Regions from separate parts of the Mus musculus genome. Here region 2 is linked to region 1. A link is a contact called in public HiChIP or PLAC-seq data. All regions are on one chromosome and are shown on one strand. The core of a region is the stretch at or near the end of the contact, and the rest is flanking DNA. Distances in the headings are between cores, read along the strand shown.

Region 1 (4,523 bases), core at 860-3,359:
CTGATTATATTCTTTTGATTACAGTTCCCCTGGGCCCAGCTGGAGATGGAGGTTTTCTGAGCCCAGTTCTCAATTATTAAAAGCATAGTAAGTGTGTAGAGAGCATTTGCAATGCAGGGGATGGGGAGGGGGGACTTTAAAAGCCGCAGCTGTGGCACAACATCTCTCTCTTAACCCCTGCAGATGAGCTAAGCTAATAGATGAGCTCTCAGTGTGATAGCCCATTAGGGTGATGGATAAGCCATTCGCCAGTCACAGTTACAACGTGGACTACTGACGCCAGCCACTGCCACCGCTAAGCTTGAGTAGGACTTGTTCAGGGTGGCTGTTGGTTGGGATCGAAGCGCAGTTAATACTCCAATGTCTGCCCAAAGGAACAGACGAGAAAAGGAGAAGCAGGACAGAGGAGCTCGGGGCTGGATCCCTCCCGTCCCCACAAGGAAAATCTCAATGTGTCGTGGAGACGCTAGAGAGGGCAGGAACTCGTGGTGGCCAGATGGGTTTCACCCAGAACGTGGAACTACTGAGGAAAAACCAAAGATGGGCCAATATCGTTCTGTTAGCAAGACTCCTTGGTCAGGGTCAGGGGCGTCAGCAAGACCTGGGGTTAGGTGAGGGTAGACAGGGGAGGGTTTCCAGAGGCCAGTAAGGCAGACTAGCTGAATTGGTGAGGTCTGGATTTAACTCAAGACCCTGCTTCCAAAGGACAGGGTAGTTATCAAGTGAGGAAGGTCCTCTACCCTGGGGCCTACACACACACAAGGCTCAGTGAAGCAGTAACTGTTTTGAAGTTAAGTTTCACAAGTGTTTTTCCCATGATGATGGCAATGGCTGGCTGTTGATAGTGAGTCTGTTTGGAAGGCAGTGCAGAAGGAAAATGGGAATGAAATAGAGACAACAAAGACCCCTCATCCTCTGCTTTGAGTTTCAGGCTGTTAAGTCGCCATCTTCACCATGTGTGCACTTGGCTGCTGTGAGCCAAAGTGACTAACTGGCAGAGTTCAACTAGAATATACAGAACGGAGCATGCTGGGACGAGAAGGGGGCTGCAGGTTGATCCCCAAGACACTGGCTCCACTGTCTTTTACATTTCCTAGTAATTATATTAGTTGTTGAGAATTATTCTTAAAGTTCTAAGGCTGTCAGCTTAGTCTGATGGGGGAATAAGAATTAATTACAAGAGTTAACACAGTTCTATCCCACCTGAATACTGATGCTTGTGTGGACCCACTATGTATCTAATGATTTGGGCTGCCTCTCTTTCCACTACCACACCAGAACACTGATACTTGTGTGGACCCACTATGTGTCTAATGATTTGGGCTGCCTCTCTTTCCACTACCACACCAGAACATTGATACTTGTGTGGACCCATTGTGTATCTAATGATTTGGGCTGCCTCTCTTTCCTTCGACAGAATGGGTCATATGGCAGATGTTTTGCTGAGGCCACCAAATGATTCTGTAACAAAAGGGTCAGAAACAAGTCTTCCCTCCTACTCTTCCTACGGTGAAGAAACAAGAAATGGTTGTCATCACATTTTCCATGTTCTCAGAACTCCTTATCTCCAGGCCAGAGTGTTCCCAGAGCGTCTCTGCTCCCGGGTGTGGAGCTGGGCGAACATGTTTGCATTGTCCTCATTTAGAGGTACAGATTCAGCAACAGCTGTTGACAATTAATTATCCTTTGTCAACCGCATTCTGAGCTCTGAGTCTGTTCCCAGGTGCTTAGTGATACAGCAGCACACTTGGCCCGTGTTCTCTACGCCTCCCTTGGCATAGTGCCACTACAAGGACAGTGGCATTGTAAGTCACATGACTCCTTCTGATGCCGCCTCCCTCCCTTGGCAAACATAACACTACTACAGCATTCCAAGCAAGGATGGCGTCCTTGTACAATGACCATCACCGGTCTCACTCTGGCCCCTTTCTTCTATGTCTCCCATGTCTGTCTGATTACCATTTCTTTAAGGATTACATACCACACTACAAATGGAAGAAAAGCAACAAAGAAGAAAATGGCCATCAGGAACGTCTGCATGTCGTGAAGGAAGAGTTGATTGGCTGTGACATAGGGTTAGGGGGCAGGAAAACTTATGAGTCAGAGTTTTAGATATTTGAAACCTTGGTTAAAATATATCTTTCCTGACATGCCTGGTCTGAAGGGCTCAGTATGAGTTACAGACCACAGGGACAGCCTGAGTCCCTAATCAACCTTCACGGCACAGTCTGTTTGCAGGAACAATGTTAGGGCATAAAGAGAGTTTACCTCAAACTGGCCAGACAAGTGGGACCAGGGAGAGGGGAAGAAAAAGGGAAGAACTGAGGCAGAGAGGAAGGAATGGAGGGAGGGAGGGAGGAAGGAGAGAAGGAGGGAAGAAGGGAGGAAGATTAAGAGCAACTTTTGGATATTGGATCTGTCTTCTGAAAATTAGAAATTGGGAATTGAAGTTGAAATTGGGAAACGTCAATCTGGAAACTATCTGTACTTTACCGAATGGGAGTTTTCACTTAAAAACCAAACATCTTCTAGGTAGTTTGAAGATTTATTTTCCTGTGTGTGTGTGTAAACGCCTTCATGTGTATATGTGCAGCAAATGCATGCCTGGTGCCTGTAGATGCCAGCAGGGGATGTTGGATCTCCTGGGACTAGAGTCACAGCTGCTTGTGAGCAGCAATGTGGGTGTTGGGAACTGAACCCAGATCTTCTATAAGAGCAAATGCTTGTAACCAGAGACACGTCTCCAGCCCCCTCTTATAAGTACTTTTAAAATGGAAAATTATTAGCATTTTCTGAGTTAGACATTTTTATATTTGGTGATTAGTTTTGTCATTTCGATACACAACCCAAATAACTTGGGCAGTCTCAGTGAGGACCTGTCTACATACGGTTAGCCTGTGGTGTGTGTGTGGGATTAGCTTAACTGATATAGGTAGACCCAGTCCACTGTGGGCAGCAACATTCCCTAGATGAGGGGTCCTGACCTGTGTAAAAGTGGAGAAATCAAGTTGAGTGCAAGGGAGCGAGCAGCATTTGTGAGTTCATTTCTCCCTGCCTAGACTGTGGATATGATGTGACTAATCCCTTTGCTATGGTTTCCTCTCAACAGTGGGCTATAACCTGGAATTAGAAACAAAAGTAAACCCCCTTTTCCCTACCTTGATTTTTCTTTCCCACCAACAGAAATAAAACTAGAACAGGTAAGAGGATCCAACATGAGCAGAGGTTTGTCTCTCTCTCTTTCTTTCTTTCTTTCTTTCTTTCTTTCTTTCTTTCTTTCTTTCTTTCTTTCTTTCTTTCTTTCTTTCTTTCCTTCCTTCCTTCCTTCCTTAGATATTTTCTTTATTTACATTTCAAATGTTATTCCCTTTCCTAGTTTCCCCTCCAAAAAATCTCCTATCCCTTCCCTCCTCCCCCTGCTCCACAACCCACCCACTCCAGCTTCCTGGCTCAGGCATTCCTCTATACTGGGGCATAGAACCTTCACAGGACCATGGGCCTCTTCTCCTCCCCCAACAAGGCCATCCTCTGCTACATATGCAGCTAGAGCCACAAGTCCCTCCGTGTTTTTTCTTTGGTTGGTTTAGTCCTAGGGAGCTCTGGGGGTGCTGGTTAGTTCATATTGTTGTTCCTCCTATGGGGCTGCAAACCCCTTCAGCTCCCTGGATACTTTCTCTAGCTCCGTCATTGGGAAACCTGTGCTCCATCCAATGGATGACTGTGAGCATCCACTTCTGTATTTGCCAGGCACTGGTAGAGCCTCACAGGTGACAGCTATATCAGGTTCCTGTCAGAAGGCTCTTGTTGGCATCTACCTAGTGTCTGGGTTTGGTGGTTGCTTATGGGATTGATCCCCAGGTGGGGCAGTCTCTGGATGGTCATGCCTTCAGTCTCTGCTCCAGACTTTGTCTCTGTAACTCCTTCCATGGGTATTTTGTCCCCCTTCTAAGATGGATCGAAGTATCCACACTTTGGTCTTCCTTCTTCTTGAGTTTCATGTGTTTTGCAAATTGTATCTTGGGTATTCTGAGTTTCTGGGCTAAAATCCACTTATCAGTGAGTGCATATCATGTGTGTCCTTTTGTTACCTCACTCAGGATGGTATCCTCCAGATCCATCCATTTGTCTAAGAATTTCATGAATTCATTGTTTTTAATAGCTGAGTAATACTCCATTGTGTAAATGAACCACATTTTCTGTATCCATTCCTCTGTTGAGGGACATCTGGGTTCTTTCCAGATTCTGGCTACTATAAATAAGGCTGCTATGAACATGGCATAGTGGAGCATGTGTCCTTATTACAAGTTGGAGCATCTTCTGGGTATATGCCCAGGAGTGGTATTGCTGGATCTTCCAATAGTATTATGTCCAATTTTCTGAGGAACCACCAAGCTGATTTCCAAAGGGGTTGTACCAGCTTGCAATCCCACCAGCAACCGAGGAGTGTTCCTCTTTCTCCACATCCTCGCTAGCATCTGCGAGCAGAGGTGTTTCTTAAAGCATCGGTCACAATAAGAGACAAC
Region 2 (3,997 bases), core at 247-2,746, 210 kb after region 1:
CCTATCAGCTTTATAAGCAGTGGTGTGCACGTGTTCATGCATATGCACATGTGTGGGGGCCATAGGTCACCATGTATTTATTTTCCGAGACAGTTTCTCTGACTGAGCCTAGCATTCACGGATAACGCTAGGCTGGATGGTCAGTAAGGTCTGGAAAGAGCTGTCTGTCTCTACCCCTCCTGAGGGCCGGCCACAGGCGCATACCACTGCCCCTGCCTTTCCTGTGGTGATGGGGAGATCTGAACTCACGACCTCCTGCACACCCTTCACAGGCCTCTTAAGAACCATTTATAATGGAAATTTCTGATCCTGAAGGAATGTATTCAAGAAAAAGAAAGAGAAAGTGCGCTTCATTTACCTTTCTACCTACATATCTGTGTTTATTTTAGACTGATAAGCTGTGGCTGATGTAAACACTTGGCAATCAGGGTACTTTGAAAATGTTTTCTATTTTCATTGAATGTTTATCCTGAGGAGAAATGTGTAATGTCTTCAGTATTGCCTCGCGGTGATGCATATTTATGATTTAATAGTCTACCACTTTTGGAAATTTTTTACCTTTAAATTTTTGAAAAATGATATTTACATAATTTTCCCTCAAGCACTTGAATAATTCTCTAGCGTACTCTTTCATGATTTTACATACAGACGTCCCTTTCATCTTCTAACGGCGGATTTGTTTATCTTCTCACTTAATCAGGATATTTTAGATGAATATTGAAATAATTGTTGCCTTTTAAAAAATCATGTAATCAACAGCTGGGTATGGCTGCAAACGATATGCATATTTCATCAGTTTAAAAACGTACTTGTTTTTTTATAGTAAATTCCATATAGGTGTCTTTTAAAATTATTTGACACATAGCTTATAAATAAAAGTGGCTTAATTCTGCTAGTAAAGAAAGGTTCATGTCATGTTCCCAACTTTGGAATGTGAAGGACATTTCTACTCACTATTGGCACATAATCTCTGTGTGTGTGTCTCAGTATATTATACAAGAATACATAGTTTTATATATTAAATTATCAGCAGTGCCTACTATTAACATATTCAAGGCCAGTTTCCTTTATCTGCCTTCAAGTCATCTGGCTCCAAATTCTCCCCTTGGCTGTTGCACAGAGTTCTGTCTTCACTTCTTTCTCAAAGTCCTTCCACCCTCCCTGGTCTCCACACATGCACACATGCACACACTCATGCGTGCACACACACATTCACACAAGCATGCACACACTCCCACACAAGATTTCCTCTAAGCACGGGTCCGCATGCTAGAGGCTTGGTCTCCACTGTGACTACTGGGGGCTGTGGAACCTCAGAGGACAGAGCTTCCTAAAGGGACACTGAGTCACTGAGAACAGTCCCTGGGAGGGAATACTGAAGAGCCAGCCTTATCAGTTTCCATGGGGTGGGAAGCTTTGCTCCACAAGGCACACCCCTCCGTGACGCTCTGTTTCATAGCAGGCTCGGAGTCAAAAGGCCAACTAACCACAGAAGCTCCAAAACTGGGAGTAATCTCCTATGCAGGTTACTGCCTGCGTTCTGTTTGCACAGTGGAACATTATGACTACAACAGAAAGCACACAGACACACAGGGGTTGCTGGGACCATATTTCTGCAGATTGCTACTGTTTGTACATAGGTATGTACATAACAAAACATAATTTTTTACATACCTATATATTTAGTTGCCCATTTGTTTCTCCTCTTTGTCAGAGACGTTAATGCTCTTCTCTAAGGACTCCACAGCTTCAGAACAGAAAGATACTGTTCTCAGCCCCTCCTTTGTTCCAAGATTTTTTTCCAAAACATACCATGGAGCAGGGTAGCAATCAGTATGCACTTTTCTTAGCTACTTCTTCACACACTCAGCCAAGACCCCCACAGATACGAGAATGGGAGTTCTTGCCACCACATTTTAAATCAGGTTTACGAGAGTCAGGGCTAACATGCCAGGTTGTGTTCTTTACATACTCAAATTGACGGTCCCTTTATCCCTGCTTCCTCAGTCAGTGCCTCGCATACGGAATAGACAGTCAAGGTAGAGAATGACAGAATGAGTTTCTCTGGCACATAGATCTACACAAGATCGGCACATGATCTACACGGGATGGGCACGTGTTACACAGATGCCACACGGGATAGGTGCCCGATCTACCACTGAACTGCACCTAGCCCTTTCTTTTTATTCTTTTTGAGAAAGCATCTCAAGAAGTTGCCCAAACTGGCCTGGAACTTGCAGTGATCCTCCTGCCTCAGCCTCCTCAGTAGCGAGGACCACCAGCCTGCACCAGCAGGAACAGCTATGGCTTGGACTCAGGTAAAAGTGAAAAGTAGAGATGAAGAAATGTCCGTCCATTTTCTGGGCAGGGATGCTATGTACTCAGAACACCATGATGGTACTGGCAAGCCAGAGCTTGGTGATTGCGAGCAAAGGAGTTTGACCAGTGCTCCATTAGGGGATAGCAGTCACAACATGGCCACACAGCCCTACTGTGGCTGAGATCAACCGGGAGTTTGGGGAGGTCAACAACTCTGTCCTCAAGTTAGTCTTCGGGTGATTTGTGAACCAATGAAAACCTCGAGCTCATGGGAGGAGATGGGGGAGATGCACTGAAGGTCAGGAATTTGAACAGAGGTGTATAGCAATGGGGGATGGGGAACTGGAGTTAGCCAACAGAAAGTCTTAGATGCTAGGAAAGCAAGAGGCTCCCAGGACCCAACAGGGATTACATTAGCTGAAACGCCCAATACGGGGGAGAGAGAACCTGTAGAGCCCATATACAGAAGTTAGGCAAGACCCCCAGCTGAGGGATGGGGCCACACAGCCTTCTCAAAATTTTAACCCAGAATTGCTCCTGTCTAAAGGAAATATGAGCACAAAGAGTGGAGCAGAGACTGAAGGAAAGGCCATCCAGAGACTGCCCCACCTGGGGATCCATCCCATCTGCAGCCACCAAACCCAGTCACTATTGCTGATGCCAAGACGTGCTTGCTGACAGGAGCCTGATATAGATGACTCCTAAGAGACTCAGCCATAGCCTTACTGATACAGATGCGGATGCTTGTAGCCAACCATCGGATGGAGCAGGGGGACCCCAATGGAGGAGTTAGGGGAAGGACTGAAGGAGCTGAAGGGGTTTGCAACCCCATAGGAAGAACAACAATATCAAACAACCAGATGCCTTCCCCCGAGAACTCTCAGGGACTAAACCACCAACCAAAGAGTATACATGGGTGGGTACATGGCTCCAGCTGCATATGCAGCAGAGAATGGCCCTGTCTGGCATCAAAGGGAGGGGAGGCCCTTGGTCCTGTGAGGGCTCAATGCCCCAGCATAGAGGACTCCTAGGGCGGTGTGGCAGGAGTGGGAGTGTGGGTGGGGGAGCACCCTCGTGGAGGCGGGGGTGGGGGGGGGTATGGGAGATTCTTAGAGAGGAAACCAGGAAGGGTGATAACATTTGAAATGTAAATAAACAAAATAACCAATAAAAAATTTTAAAAAGGAAAAAGAAAAATTCCATGTAACACTAAGACACTATAATATATATTTTATTACTTACAATTTTTATTGCACTTTCACTCAGATAGTTAACAATATATCCCTTCTGACTATGTCAAAAAAAAAAAAAAAGGAAAAAAAAGAAAGAAAACCTTGAGCTCGCCAAGCAAATGTGCACAGAAAAGGCAGCTCAATAGCGTCTGGCACAATCGATGGCCTGCTGATCATAGCGAGCCCACTGAATTGATAGGGGCATAGGGTAAGTGACAGGCCCAAGTCCAATAGGACACCTTTCACATACAAACCCTACTTGAAGACACTGTCACCTTTAATCAAAGTGTTTCTAAAATACAATTTTCTTTGTTGCCTTTTTGGAAGTAGGTAGCCATTTTAAGCTGGTCAGAGGGTTAAATGGGTTGTGACCACTTTGGGGGTTGAACAGCCCTTTCATGGGGGTCACCTAAGACCATCAGAGAACACAGAGATTTGCATTATGA

Evidence for each region. HiChIP or PLAC-seq counts read pairs in DNA pulled down with a chosen protein or histone mark.
Region 2: a FOXA1 HiChIP or PLAC-seq map of pancreatic cancer cells shows a contact between it and region 1. The contact joins two enhancer-like sites. A contact is called at or near these places in 6 of 39 promoter capture datasets (the 3T3-L1 cell line, embryonic stem cells, hippocampal neurons and 2 more), 6 of 484 Hi-C or Micro-C datasets (the N1E-115 cell line, Sertoli cells, embryonic fibroblasts and 2 more) and 2 of 115 datasets of contacts at active chromatin or transcription factors (embryonic fibroblasts and pancreatic cancer cells).

Annotation. Positions count from the first base shown.
Region 1 is chr6:145,381,077-145,385,599 of GRCm38.p6, forward strand. No RefSeq gene overlaps it. Among named protein-coding and RNA genes, the nearest start is that of Gm38926, 35 kb to the left of the region's middle. Within about 2 kb of position 2,110, at least 11 of the 459 cell types and tissues checked have an H3K27ac peak or open chromatin away from gene starts, as enhancers often do. A contact at or near this core is called in pancreatic cancer cells, where this site is marked.
Region 2 is chr6:145,594,640-145,598,636 of GRCm38.p6, forward strand. All of the region lies in intron 1 of Gm38475 (a long non-coding RNA gene), which reads right to left. Among named protein-coding and RNA genes, the nearest start is that of Gm38475, 18 kb to the right of the region's middle. Within about 2 kb of position 1,497, at least 7 of the 459 cell types and tissues checked have an H3K27ac peak or open chromatin away from gene starts, as enhancers often do. A contact at or near this core is called in pancreatic cancer cells, where this site is marked.